Regions from separate parts of the Mus musculus genome. Here all the other regions are linked to region 1. Evidence: chromatin contacts called from public HiChIP or PLAC-seq and promoter capture Hi-C data. All regions are on one chromosome and are shown on one strand. The core of a region is the stretch at or near the end of the contact, and the rest is flanking DNA. Distances in the headings are between cores, read along the strand shown. Region 1 holds the start of Colgalt1 (collagen beta(1-O)galactosyltransferase 1). Region 2 holds the start of Slc25a42 (solute carrier family 25, member 42). Region 3 holds the start of Crlf1 (cytokine receptor-like factor 1). Region 4 holds the start of Ssbp4 (single stranded DNA binding protein 4).

The links. Promoter capture Hi-C pulls out the DNA fragments that hold promoters and counts their contacts. HiChIP or PLAC-seq counts read pairs in DNA pulled down with a chosen protein or histone mark.
Region 2: a contact with region 1 is called in a promoter capture Hi-C map of liver, with 2.3 times the contacts expected there. The contact joins the promoter of Slc25a42 here to the promoter of Colgalt1 in region 1. A contact is called at or near these places in 4 of 39 promoter capture datasets (cranial neural crest, liver and pre-B cells).
Region 3: a contact with region 1 is called in a promoter capture Hi-C map of pre-B cells, with 2.4 times the contacts expected there. The contact joins the promoter of Crlf1 here to the promoter of Colgalt1 in region 1. A contact is called at or near these places in 3 of 39 promoter capture datasets (cranial neural crest, embryonic stem cells and pre-B cells).
Region 4: a contact with region 1 is called in an H3K27ac HiChIP or PLAC-seq map of bone marrow-derived dendritic cells, with 3 times the contacts expected there. The contact joins the promoter of Ssbp4 here to the promoter of Colgalt1 in region 1. A contact is called at or near these places in 1 of 39 promoter capture datasets (pre-B cells), 1 of 484 Hi-C or Micro-C datasets (embryonic stem cells) and 4 of 115 datasets of contacts at active chromatin or transcription factors (bone marrow-derived dendritic cells, bone marrow-derived macrophages, embryonic stem cells and 1 more).

The regions. Positions count from the first base shown.
Region 1 is chr8:71,609,205-71,612,681 of GRCm38.p6, reverse strand. Colgalt1 (collagen beta(1-O)galactosyltransferase 1) reads right to left here and starts at 1,658. Exons shown (of 12, transcript NM_146211.3): 1 at 1,238-1,658; 2 at 488-598. The coding sequence starts at 1,482.
Region 2 is chr8:70,210,635-70,214,111 of GRCm38.p6, reverse strand. Slc25a42 (solute carrier family 25, member 42) reads left to right here and starts at 1,831. Exons shown (of 8, transcript NM_001007570.2): 1 at 1,831-1,884.
Region 3 is chr8:70,491,594-70,495,070 of GRCm38.p6, reverse strand. Crlf1 (cytokine receptor-like factor 1) reads right to left here and starts at 1,923. Exons shown (of 9, transcript NM_018827.4): 1 at 1,671-1,923. The coding sequence starts at 1,794.
Region 4 is chr8:70,606,726-70,610,202 of GRCm38.p6, reverse strand. It overlaps Ssbp4 (single stranded DNA binding protein 4), which reads left to right and starts at 1,889. Exons shown (of 18, transcript NM_001372473.1): 1 at 1,889-2,078. The coding sequence starts at 2,023.

The DNA of each region.
Region 1 (3,477 bases), core at 409-2,908:
TCTGCATGGCTGGGGAGAGCCTGGGGCCACCGTAGTGCCTCTGAGAACAGGAGCGTGAGCATGCACACACATTATTGCACACTGTCCTACAGGTTCTGAGCCTGATGCAGTAGTGCTGGGTGATTCTAGCACTCAGGAGACTGAGACAGGAGGCTGGCAACTGCCTCAGTCTGAACTACACAATAAGACAGGCTGGCAACTGGCCTCAGTCTGAACTATACAGTAAGACAGGCTTATCAGGAAGTTAAACAGGAGAGTGGATGCTGGCAAGACCCTAGACACAGCAGTAGGTAGCCACCAGACACAAAGGAATTCAGCCACAAAGGTGTGGCAGCTGTGTCCAAAGTTGCACAATGGAGTGAAGGACAACGGGACAAAGGTCTGCTGAGAGGATAGGGACCTGGTGGGGAAGCTGACGATAGAACTGGAGCATTCTAGATCCTACCTTCCCAAGCTTCAGTACTCCAGTCGGGGATTTGAGGCTCACCTGGGTTCCTCTGCCGGTCGCCACTCCACAGAGTGGTATAAACCCTTCACTGCCACCAGCCACTCTCGAAGTATGGCTGAAGTGTTGTCAGTGTTGTGATCTGTGGCCACCCTGTGAGCACAGACAGGACAAGATGATGGCACTGGGGGTTTCCCAACCTGGCTCAGACCCATCAGCTATAACACCCTGGATAAAACTCGCTACACTCCAAGCCTGTTGCCCATCCATCGGTGACAGGGGAGTAAAGATGACACCCAGCTCACTAGTACACAACTGAACAGAACCTGCTGGTTTGGAAAGCACATTGGTGTGAGACCCTGTCACAAAGATAAGTTCATTAACTTTGTTAGCGTGGAATGCTGGCCCGAGCCTCAGGAATCTTATCTGGAAGTCCCGGAGTTCGCTATAAGGGTCTGGAAGCACCAGCCTGGCCCATTCTAAGGAGTCAGAGGTTCTAGGATGGTAGCTCGCTGTGAGGGCTGGCAGCAAATCAGAACAGATTCCTAAGTACCTGAGGGGAGGAGGCAGCAGCTTGGGGTCCCAAGCCGCAGTGGGGACGAGCCCGGGCACTATGGATATAGAGCCGAGCCCCCTCAAGTGCGTAATCCCTGGGGTACATAACTCAGGTCCTCAGAAAGAGGACCGAGTCTCCGCAGCGCACAGCCGAGCCCAAGTGCATAGCAACCTCCCTCCGGTAGAGACTTGAGTCCCGCCTAGTCCCGGTGCACCGCGCAAGGGCCCGCAGCTCACCACAGCGCCGTGCGCTCCCGTGGGTGGCGCAGCTGCTCCAGGGCGCCCAGCGTGGCGGGCAGCGCGGGTGCCGCGTTCCGCGCCAGCAGCGCGATGAGCACGCGCGGCGCCTGTAGCGGGGACTCGGGGCTCCAGCGCTCCTCTGGAAAGTAGCCGTCCGCGCCGCGCGGGCCGCCCAGCGGCGGCAGCAGTAGGAGCAGTGGCAGCAGCGGCAGCCCGCGTGACCCGCGTGGCAACGCCGCCATCGCGCCACGCGTCGCCTTTAAGCAGCTTTTCTGCCGGGGGACGAGGGCCGCGCCTTAAAGGAGTCGGCGGCGGGAAGGACACATCCAGGTCCCACCCCTGACACGCTCCTTAAAGGGAAGTGGCCCGCGGGTCATACTGTGAGTCCTGGAGAGAGGCATGACAAGGCTACGCCTTTAAAAGCTTCCACTGCTTTCCGCCGACCGCAATAACCCGGTCACAAGACGTCACTTGCGGGGAGGTTCCGGAAGCCCCGCCCCTAGCTCGAGCTTTAAAGACACAGACAGTTCTTTGACCACGCCCTGAGAGTGTTCTGTTTTGGAGCCCTCTAATCTCACGCGGTGGCTCTTTACAGAAGCTTCTTCTATTTAGAACCATGTCATCTCAGTTTCCAAGGTTGCGACATGGTTATTTTTGTTTGTTCGTTGCTCCATTTAAGAAGCCATCGAGCCGGGCAGTGGTGGCCCACGCCTTTAATCCCAACACTTGGGAGGCAGAGGCAGGCGGATTTCTGAGGTCATGGCCAGCCTGGTCCACAGAGTGAGTTCCAGGACAGCCAGGGCTACACAGAGAAAGCCTGTCTCGAAAAATCATTAAAAAAAAAAAAAGCCAGCGAAATGGCTCAGTGGGTAAAATCGCTTGCTACCATGTCTGAGGATCCAGAATCCTCAGTCCCCAAATTGTATTGCCCTCTGGCCTTCTTAAAAATGGCTTGTGTGGGGCTGGTGAGATGGCTCAGCGGGTAAGAGCACCCGACTGCTCTTCCGAAGGTCCAGAGTTCAAATCCCAGCAACCACATGGTGGCTCACAACCATCCGTAACAAGATCTGACTCCCTCTTCTGGTGTGTCTGAAGACAGCTACAGTGTACTATTGTTATAATAACAAATAAATCTTAAAAAAAAAAATGGCTTGTGTGCGCCCCTTCCTGCTCTTACTGTTGTTTTCATTTTCTGTGTTTCAGTGTTTTGCCTACATGTACGGCTGTATAACGTGTGTGTGTGTGTGTGTGTGTGTGTGTCCCTGTTCTCCAAGGAGGTTAAAAGAGGGCATCAACTCCTCTAGAACTGGAGTTGCGGATAGTTGTCAACCACTGTGTGGTGTTGGAAATAGAACACCACTCAGGTCTGAGCACCTTTACCTACAGAACCATCCCACTAGCCCATTTCTCCTGGTTTGTTTTTAAAACAGGTTCTTACTCGGCAAGCTCACTCTATAAATTCACAGCTATACTTCTGCTTCATTCTCCTGTGTTCTGGGACAGGCATATACCACCAGGCCAGCAGACTGGTAAAATCCACATAGATTTTCCTACTCTGGTCCCTAGCCTCTAGAGGACCCTAGGGTCCACAAGACATCTCCTGATAGGTTATTTCTCCACCACTGGTGAAATGAGCCAATTTATGCCAGATTCGATTATATTAAAGATGGGTAGTTTTACTGGGGAGCTGCACTCGCTGACTGGCCCCAAGGATTGAGTGACATCACGGTGGGGGAAGGGAGAATGAGAAAGGGTGTGTACAACCACCACCCACAATGTCCTTCTGTAAAAGGAGTGATTCCCATTTGAACCCAGTTGAGTAGGTTTTCTGGAGACACTGATCATGTTTCCATGGGAACTCTTCCAGGCTTTTTTGTTTTGTTCTGTTTTTCTGAAACAGGGTCTCTCTGTGTAGCTCTGGCTGTCCTGGAACTCACTGTGTAGACCAGGTCTGGAACTCAGGAGATTCTCCTGTCTGTGCCTCTGGAGTGCTGGGATTAATAGCATGTGCCACCATGTCCCAGCCCTTCCAGGGTATATTTGCCCATAATCATGCTAACAACATTTATAAATAGTAATTCTTAGCTAGTTAGTGCTGGTAACCTGTCACTCCCAGGTCCAGATAAGGTTTCAAGATCATCCTCAGCTACCCAGAAAGGTTCAGGGAAGCTGGGGCTACAGGAGTGTACGTTTCAACTGAAAAACAAAAGAAAATGAAAAAAACAACAATAAACTTT
Region 2 (3,477 bases), core at 582-3,081, 1.4 Mb after region 1:
ATCTCTGTTTCTCAGGACATGGGCTATATCCCACTGTAACCTTAATTACAAATGGTTCTTTCTACTACCTGTTCCAGGAAATAAAAAACCATGTCTTAGTTTCAAAGGTTGTTATCCTGTTATGGCCACCTTGCAACAATGTCTCTGTTTCCCGTGGGTGTTATGACCAACTTGTTACCCTATGTTCTGCGTCTGTAACCCTATTTGCCTGCCAGATCCTCATTTGGAAAACCCCTACCCTGAGTTGTAAAGACCTAATCTTCTAACCCAACTAGTGGCATTCTCCTTTGAATCCCTGCAATTGGGAGGCAGAGGCAGTTAGATCACTGTGTTTTTGAGGCACGTCTAGTCTACATAGTGAGTTCCAGGACAACCCGGGCTCCATAGTGAGACACTGTCTCAAAACAAAAACAAATAAAACAAATGTATTTTCCCCACTTTCAATGTTGATTGATGTCTGGTTTTTAGGAAGAGACATCCCATGTACACAAGCTTGCTTTAATTAATTGCTTGCTTTAATTTTCTTGGCCATGATTTGGGTCGGTGGTCTTTCTCCTTGAATCTGTAGGATTAACATTTACCCATTGAGCCATCTTGCTGGCTCCTTCTGTTTCCACAAAGGGGTCAGGGAGGCAAGATTGAACCTAAGGATTGCTCTGTCCAAGGCTTGAGCAGACTGAGTAACTCAGGTCACTCCGTTCCCCACTGTCTTACTACCCTTTCTGAGGGGGTTCAGAGCTTCAATATACAAATTGAACAGCTAAAGTGCTCTGTAACCTTGGTCAAAGAGCTTGACCTCTCTGTGTTCCCTTTGACATGTGGTTGTATTTATTGTTTGGTTAATTCACCAGTTACCACAAACACAGGGATGTCATAAGATCTCGTAAAGGATAAAGCTTGGACCCAGAGACGTCACTTTCTGAAAGTCAGATCACGTCAGCAGGATTGCACTTTTGCTTCCCATGTTTTGCACATGAACTCAAGTAGCAGAGGAAGGCTGAGTGATCTGAGTTTCTGCCCTTTGTATCATCGGCAGGGGAACAGTAAAGGAGGGACGGGCTGAGAATTAACCAAGAGTGTTTCAACTGTCAAAGTCTAAATTCAGGAAAGAGTAAAGCTTCTGAGCGCCATGGGAACCTGAGGAGTCTGCGCGGAACATACTAGATCATCCAGGGCAGACAAGATAGTTATGGTCTGTACCTAGCGCGCCCACCCCTGGAAGATGCACCGCCTACAGCTTCTGCGATTGGTCCCAGGACCTGTACATCTTTAGTGTCGCAGTCAATCATCGTTGCCCTCCGGGCTACACCCTCCGATCCTCGAGCTTCGCCCTTGCCCAGCGCGCCAGCTTACTCAGAGCGCTGACCTTGCTCTTCAGCGATTGGCTAAGAGGGCTGTTTCCAGGCCCCGCCCCCTCCCTTCAGTTATTGGCCCAAAGCGTTGCTTGTTTTCTGCAGAATCCAATCCTCGCTTCTGTCTCCTTGTGCCCCGAATTCTCAGAAACCAAGAGCCGCCTTTCCTCTTAGCTCCGCCTATACCCCTTGGCAATTGGCCGGAAGCTCTGCCCATTTTCTGCGGGTTCCAATTCTTGAACGCCCCCCACCAGGCCTCTCCGCCTTGTACCCGGTGTAGAACGCTCAGAAGAACCAGGGCCGCCCCTCCATGTAGCCTCGCCCCTTCCTTTAGCGATTGGTTAAAAAGGATGCCCGTCTGTGCCATGCTTACCAATTCTTGCCGTCTCCAGCGCTGATTGGACAGGGCGTGACCAATGGCGGCAGGGCCTGGGCCCCTCCCGGCCTCGAGCTTAGGGCCCGCGCGAGGCGGGGCTGCAGCGGCTGAGGCGGCTGAGGCAGTAGCGGCAGCAGCGGCGACGCGTCCGGGCAGGTGAGCGCGACCCAAGGAGTGCAGGCGCCAAGGGGCGACGCGGGGTGGCGGGGTTCTCGCGGCCCGGGCTGGGAGGAAGCGCGGCATGGGGCCGTTTCGTTGTGACAGCAGTGTCGCGAGCGTGGAGAGGTGACAGATCCCCTCACACACCCTGTGTTTCGCGCGTCCTCGGGGTCCCCACGGCCAGGCCGAACCCTAATTTCACACCGAGCTGCCCTGAGAGTGACAACCCCTGTGAGGCCAAGGTGGCCGCTTACGCACCCAACATGCGTGCCTCGCAGACCTGATCTTCCTCAGCCCGCTGCGTGTCCTTCCTTTGGAACCCGGGTGGACGCTTCGGGTGCAAGCTTCGGGTGCCACCCGGACGCGGCTGCTACACACGTGCACCTGCGTGCCTCTCCCCGTCCCTGTCGCGCAACCATCGCTTCACTCCCAAAGCAAAGTCCACCTAACTTGTGGTTTTAAATTTTTTATTTTCGTCCCCCGTGTAGTGCGAGTGGTGGCTTGGTTTTGGAAACCGTGTTTCACTGTGTAGAGCCAGCTGGTCTGGAACTCACAGAGATCTCCCTGCCCCTGCCTCCCAAGTGCCAGGATTAAAAGTGTGGGGTACCACCTGGTCTGTTATTGCTTTAACAGGGCTTTTAAATTTATTTCTAGCATTTCATTTTATTGTATTTATTTATTGATTAGTTTTGGAGTCAAAGTCTTGCACTGTAACCCAGGTTGTCCTTGAACTTTTATAAAGAGTGCTTGAGGTCAGGTGAGATGGCTCAGCAAACTGAGTTTTTGGGAACTGCCAAAAGTTGTCCTCTGATCTCTACATGGGCTCTGTGGCACACACGTAAATACACACACACACACACACACACACACACACACCACAATATGTATATGTATATGCATATAAAATCACTTCTTGACACAGCATGATGTTATGAGTCATCTGTGCACTGAACAGGTAGAGGTAGGATCAGAAGTTCAAGGTTACCTTGGCTACACACAGTGAATTTGAGTAGCCTGGTCTGTTTAAGACCTTGTTTCACAAAAAGAAAGGAAAGAAAACTAATGAGCAAACAGTGCATAGACGGGAGTGGAGTTGGTAGAGTGCTTGTTTGAAGTTGGGGGTTCCATTCCTAGCACCAGAGAAACCAGGTGTGGGGGTACACACTTATCATCTCAGCAGGGGGATCTGGAGTTCATGTCCAGCCTGGGCTACTCAGAGGCCCTGTCTCAAAGACCAATAACAAACAAAAATCTCAGGGCTGGACAGCTTTTGAGTCATTTCTGGACTTAGAATAATCTCCTCAGCCTGATGCTCAGAGCATCCCAGTTCACCAACCAGAAGTCTGAAGCCCTCAAACGCTGCAGCAGGCTCTGCCTGGCCCCCTTGAGCCTTGTCTGTGAGCCAGCTCCTGTCAAAGGCTGCTTACTGGTGTTTCTGTCTCTTGAGTTAGTGGAGGAAGGGAGCCCCCACCATACTCCACCCCATTCCCAGGCATTTCTCCCAAGTCGTGACTGATGAATCCGGAAATGCTTAGCTGGAAGGGACAGCCCCTAGGTGGCTGCCTGAGCTTGTGTCTCCAGGCTTTGGAG
Region 3 (3,477 bases), core at 674-3,173, 1.1 Mb after region 1:
TGTTTTAAAAGGGAAAAGTGTGAGATTCCCTGAAAGGCCAACGGGAAGGTGGCCTCCATCCCAGCCATACCCCAGGGGCCCCCATCTCCTGTCCCGCTGGTACCTGCATACACTTTTACGACCCACCGGCTGGCTGGTCAGGTGCTAAGACACACGGTAAGTACAAACAGATTGCAGAGGTGTGAGAACCTCTTATTTAATTTCTCTCCCCCTTAAAAGAAAAAACACACGCGCCACCCCCACTCCGCCACCTTCGCCTGTTGCTCTGCAGCCCGCCCGGAAACAAAGCTTAGCGCTATTGGTGGCATTCAAAAACTACCCAGGCTTGGCAGCAACACCAACTCCCCGGAAAGGTCCCGGGTGTCACCACATCACCTGCCCAGCCGCCTTGGGCAAGCAGGAGTGTAGGTTCCTGTCCCCTGACAAGAGCGGGAGGGCGTCCACAGACACCGCGGACAAACTGCACAAGACTACTAGCCCAGAGCAGCAGCGCAGCGTGGTGCCCCTGCGGTGTGGCCTGTGTCTCCGGATGGGGTCCTGAGAGTGGTGGGGAAAGATCTCCAGTGCACTCAACCATATGCGTACCCCGGTGTTGCCTCCCCTGTGAAATAAATGTGGGACCACGAGTGCGGGCGTGCGTGTGTGTGCGTGCGTGTGTGTGTGTGTGTGTGTGTGTGTGTGTGTGTGTGTGTGTGTGTGTCTGTGTAGAGGATGGAATGCGAGCGCCGCGATGGTGTGCGAATACGCATCTGGGCTGCAGCGCGCGTCGGAGGGCAGGGTGACGGGACATAAGCCAGTGGGGCTCTTTTGTGTGTCTTTGGGTGTGTCCCAGAGAGGGTCTGGATGTGGAGACCGCATCCTGGCGGGGATGTGTGCGTTGGGTGATGGGGGCTCAAGGCCAGGAGTTCCTCCTGGGACAGTGGGATTCTCTCGGCAGCTGACCCCCACTGGGTGCCCCTTAGACAATGAAGTCTGGGCTCGCGGTGCCCGGACACGCTTGCTCTCGCTCCTCACCGAAATTTCAGTCGCTAGAGGCTCTCAACCCAGCGCAGCCTGAATGAGACCGGTTGTGAGCCCCACCAGTGGAGAGGACTTCGAGGATACCAAAGCATGGAGTCTGCTATAGGGGGGAGGGGGCGGCGCCGACCCCACGGAGAGGCAAGTCCCGAGGGACGCCGGGCCGCATGCCAGGCGGACAGGAGGGCTCACGATAACGCCCCACCCTCCCCCCGGGGATCATCACTTCATGGGGGAGGGGACCCCACTTTGCGCCAGCACCCAACCCAACGCACCCAAGCGTGCGTCCCCGGCCAGGGAGGCTTCCCTTCCGCTCTGATATCCAAGACACAGGCGTGCGCCCCGAAGCGTCCCAGCACCCTGAAGGAGGGGGGTCCCAGGACACTGCGATGTCCTTCAAACTGAGCCTGGCCAGACAGCCTCGCAAAGGGGATACAGATAAGAGGCCTCTGATGTATAACGGGGTACTCTTGGGAGGCTGGGTGGTGGTGCCATGAGCCCCACAGGTGAGGGCGCCCCGAGGGCCGCCTTCCTTTGTTCCCGGGACGTCCAGGTGGCGCTCGCGCCCCCTCTTCCATCCCCCGCGACTACCCCCCGGGGCGCCGGATCCCGGCTTCCCTGGGGAGGTGGGGAGCAGGGCGCACGGTACTCACGGGCTCCCGATCCGCCCCGAGGCACCCCGAGGACACAGAGCAACAGAGGCGACCACAGCGAGGACAGCGGCCGCGGCGGCCGCCGCGCGGATTGGGCGACGGGGCCCGGGCGACCCGCGGGCATGGGGGTGGCGCGCAACGGGCGGTGACTGCAACGCCGGTATGGGGCGGGGGCGAGTCTGCGGGGTGCAGATTGGGGCTCGGGTCCTCACGCGCGTCACTGGGCGCGGACAGCGAAGGCCGGAGCAAGTCTGAGCAGCCGAAATTGACAAGGCGCTAATGCGCCGCTCGCCCCGCCCGGCCCCGCCCCCGGCCCGGCCCGGCCCCTGGGGGGGGGGGTTGATCGTGGGCCCCGCACCGGCCTTCCCACCGCCCGCGGGCACCGCGCGCCCCGCCCGGCCGGCCTCCGCCCAGTTACCACTCCTGAACGTCCCATCCTCCTGCGCGAAGCCCCCCACTCTTTCCCCACCAGCCCGTGGGACCTCCCTCTCTGGTCCCGCCCGTCCCAGGCTTCCCACCCCCTCATCTGGGATCCTGTACCCTTAACTCCGAATGGGTTCCTAGCTCGCAGCCCTGGTGCTTTTCCAGGATCCCCTCCAGTCTACCGGGATCCTTCCTATCCACCTTCCCCGCCCCTCTTACGGGGCCCCCATACCCACTTTGGTCCGCCACACACACATTGAGCAGTACCTGAGCCCGTTCATCCTCTTTCAGCCCTTCTTCCTTCCCCAGAGAGTTTGAAAGTTGCCACCAGTCCCTTTCTCTGGGTGCATGGGTCCTACCGATCCCCACCCTAAGCCTTCATGCCACCTCTCCCATCGCTGTAGTCTCGTTTCGTGCGGGGGGGGGGGAGCCAGAAGGCAGGGAGGGAGTCTCCGGCCTCTGGTCCCTTCTCAACTATCATATCTGCGGGTATTGGATATGGGGATGTCCCGGAGCGCGTGCAGGGAGCCCTTATGAGTGGGCTCATGGGGAGAGGTGTGTCCTTTGGGGAACGGGACCGAACCCTGCATTCCTAGTTCCCATCGGTGCAGAAGAGTTCTCCCTAAACTTCTTCACATCCCCCCACGGAAAAATCCACTCAGCGGCCCGCGGGTGGGGTGCGCCACGCGGTGAGTAATCACTGCAGCGGCCGCCGCCCGCCAACTTCAGGTAACGCGGGCAGCCCCGAGCAACGCAGAATTATCACTGATTGAGCGCAGAGTTTTTTCTCTGGGTTATTTTTGTTGGCCACTGTTTGGGGTTTTGGGGACCCCTCCCGGACCAACCCAGCCCTGGCATTTCATCTCTCTGATCGCTTCTTCGTCTCCACCCTATCCGGATGCCCACGAAGGGAGGTCTCTGGCCTGCAAGGTCTTTGCTGGTGGGGCGGCGCTTGAAATGCGAGTTCCCGGGTGGTCCCACCCCACGGGTTTGGTAAAGGCCCCCAGCCACAGCTCCCTGAGAGTAAAGGGCTCGATTTCTCCCATACAGCCGTTCCCTTGGAGGCTCAGCCCCTTCCTTAAAGGTCCTCCAAGAAGCTTCAAATGACAAAGGAGAGAAATAAAAACTAATTCGGCCACTGCCATTTTGCTGGGGGCAAACTAGGCCACTTGTGCCTCAGTTTCTTCTTTTGTACAGTGGCTAATCTGGGACCAACTTAAAAGTTTACGTGTAAAGAATCAAGTACGGGAAAGAAAATCCCCCCAAACTTAAAACCTGATTAGCACGGTGGGATGCAGAGGTGGCACTGGCTTGCAGGTCTCCTCTGAGAAATGTGGCCAGGTGGCCTAAGGCTCTGTGGAGACCTGGGTCTTGGCTACATTTC
Region 4 (3,477 bases), core at 640-3,139, 1.0 Mb after region 1:
AGCAGCCTTCAAGGGCTGCGGGCGCCCCCCCCCCCCCGTTCTTTCCTCCTCCCAGCGTCCGCCTCCACTCTCCTCCGGGACTCCCACCGTCCTCGCTGCCGCCGGCCCTCCCTCCCTTTGTCCGGCTCTGTCTCCTGCTTTCCCCAGCTGACTCTTTTCTCCAGGAGTCGTAGCAAAGTGTCCCCGCTGGGTCCCCAGGGCCCGGTAGACAGCAGGCGCTCAATAAATAGTTCCGGGGGTTGGGGTGGGTGAAGACACTGAATCAAAAATTTGTGGCTGAGAGAGGGGAAACCTTGCGTCCTGGGCATCTCCAGACCTTGGGGACACAATTGAGGGTGGAAGGAAACTCGGAGCTGCGTGCTGTGCCTCCCGGCTGCACTCGCAACCTCTCTGTGTCTCGCTGAGAACAGGGCCTGCAAAGAGCTGTAGTGCGCGGTGGCCCAGGCGCACCGACGGCCTTCCTGGCACCCAGCAGTCGCCAGCCCCGCGGCGGGGAGAGGAAGCTGGGGGAGGGGGTGGCGGGCCAAGCAGGAAATGGGAAAGGCCGGCGTCGGCCCAGCTGAGCCCTGGGGGAGGAGGCGGGGCGCGCCCCGGCAGCCTTTCCTGAGCGCCTGGAACCACGGCGGCTCGGCTTCCCGCCCGCCCACTAGGGTGGGGGCGGGGAGGCCCGGGCTAGGGGATCTGCCTGCACCAGGGACACCACGCGAGACTTAGCGCCGTGGTGACCTGCATGCTGTCACACTCACACAGGAAACCTGAGCTCATGACTGCGCCACCGGGTGCTGACGACCCACCTGTGCGCAATCTCCAGCAAGTCCCCACTAAACCCGTCGTGTCCAACCGGGGACACTTGCAGCGATAGCAAGCCTTAGCCTGGATGCTTCCCGACGCCCATGCGCCACGACCCCTCGTGCTCTCACGGGGCCGCGTGTTATACACGTGCGTCTGCGCTGGAGTGGGGGAAAGAAGCATGCTCTCATTCCCAGCGTGCACCCAGAGGTGGAGGCAGGAGGACCACCTGTTCAAGGAGCCTTAGTGAAGTAGAGAGCTGGAGGTCAGCCTGGGCTACAGGAGACACCGTTTTTACTCCGACTTTGAGACAGGGTCTCACTATGTATTGGCTGCTGTCCTGGAACTCGCCATATAGACCAGGCTGGCCTCGAATTCACAGAGATCCTCCTGCCTCTGTCTACCGCGTTAAGAAACACTTTCAGAAAAACAAACAAAACGTGCTTGGTCTGGGGTTCAGTCCTTACAACGCTGGCATGCATAAAAAAAAAAACAAAAAAAAAAAAACCGGGCTCTGTGCACAGCACACAGACCAGGCTAAGTGGCACACGCCTGTCGTGCAAACGCTAGGGAGGCTGAGGCAGGAGGATTAGAATTTCAGGGTTATCTGTTTTATGTGTTTGAGACAAGCCTGGCCTATATGAAACTCTCTCAAAAGGGCCCCTCACAGCCCGCAGCGCTGTATTGGCTCGCAGAGAGTGTCCTGGGAGTAGAATGTCATGGGCGCATATCCTGTGAGCCCAAGAGCCTAGTGCAGTTCCTGAGTCGAAACGGAGATATCCACAGCACCCCACCCCCACCCCCAGATCTGTACAACTGGGAGTCTTGCTCCGCAGCCGAGGTATGCTTGGAGCTCGCGGCCATCCCCCTGCCTCAGCTTCCCAATTGCACAAATAGCAACTGCTGGAGCGCGTCCCGGGCTTGAATATCTTTGGGGGGAGGTATTGAAGTCTGTACTTATTGGTGCGCAGCCTATTGGTGGGCAGTGCCGCCCCCGCGGGCTCTGCGCGTGCGCGCTCCCAGCGCGCGCGCGGGGGGGGGGCCCACCCGCGCTCCCGCCGTTGCCACTTTAAGAGCGGCGGGAGCGCGCGGTGGCGGTGGCGCGCTTCCCGGAACAGCCCGGGGAGGGCAGCGCGGCGAGAACCCACCCGCGGCCGGAGCTCCCGCGCGGACATGGCCGCGGGGATCGGGGCGCGGGCAGCGATGGCCACGCGCGCCTGACAGGTGCGGAGCATGTACGGCAAGGCGAGCAAGGGCTGCGCGCCCTCGGACGGGCAGGCGCGCGAGAAGTGAGTGCGCGGTGCGGGGCCACGCGGGACCGGGGACCATGGGGTCACGCGAGACCAGAATGGTGCGGGATTTCAGGGGGGACACAGGAGATCCCGAGGAGATCGGGGAGTGACTGGAGATCAAAATGGTGCGGGATTTCAGGGGTACACACGAGATCAAGGGGCTCATGGGGTCACGCGAGACCAGAAGGGTGTGTGATTGTGGGTGTGCGAGACCTGAGGGTCCTTTGGGGTCACAGAATACACAAAGGACAGAATATATTGAGGTACTCGAGTTCCAGGGTCTTGGTGGGGGGGTCACATGAGATAGAGGGCATGGGCATGAGCTTGAGAGCTCCAAGGGGGCTTGGGGTCTCAGAATACCTGAGGGGACAGGAAATCAATGGGTCAAACAAGAGCCAAGGGGTTGCTGGGGTCACGTGGCGGTTCATCGGGTGCAGGATCAGGGGCTCACTAGGGAGTCGGTGGTGTATGGGAGATCAGGAGTTAGGACTTGAGCGGTCACAGGATGCCCAGGGCAGGCACAGCATCTGAGGGTTGTAAGGCCTCGGGAGTTCTGGGGTCACACAAACCTGACAGGTGTGAGCTTTCGGGGTTGGCTGTGAGACCATGGCACTGGAGGACAGCTTCAGGTCTTAGGGCCGCAGAGTCCCAAGTATCCAAGCTGGAGATTTGAAACAGGACACGTGGGTTCATTGTGGCTGCAAATTTGAAGAGGTTGGGTCGGACCCTAATGCCCTGCGGGGTGTTGGGGTTTTGGAGGTTTGCGTGGAAGTTGGACTCCACTGTCGCTTGTAGGCAAAGGTGCGGATTCAAAGCCTAGAGAGGTGCAGAGCCTGACCATGGCGGTCCCGGGACACCTCCCGGAGTCCCAGGTGAGCCAGAATGGGTCTGGCTCTAGACGCCCCACATTGAAGATACAGGGTGCGCTGCCCAGGTGGACAGGCTGTGCTCTAGCTTCCAGTGAGGACACGCCTGGGCTGGCCTTCCTTTCCGAGGTGCCTGTGTGGAGAAGTAGGTGAAGCGGGAACGTTTGAAGTGTGCTGGGAGCCCAGCACTCACCTTTGAGGTGTGAGTGTGGAGGCCTGGATTGTAGCAGGGCCTGAGGGGGCAGCTTGCCTAGAGGCTGAGTTGCCCAGTGCAGCCCTGGGTAGGGGACAGATCACCTGGCACAGAGAAGTCTGGGTCACTGGGCTGCCATGCAAGGCTGGCTCCCTGAGAGCCTGCAGTTAGGACTCATTTATGGTCAGTAAACTCAGTGACCCTTCCTGGCATGGGGCTGCTGGCCATGTGGGAAGCAGGGACTGACTGATTCCCTGATACCTGGCAAGTCCCCATTCTAGGGAATGGTTCACAGACCTGTGCTAAGTTTGGGGGTGAGGGTGGGGGTGGGTGTTGA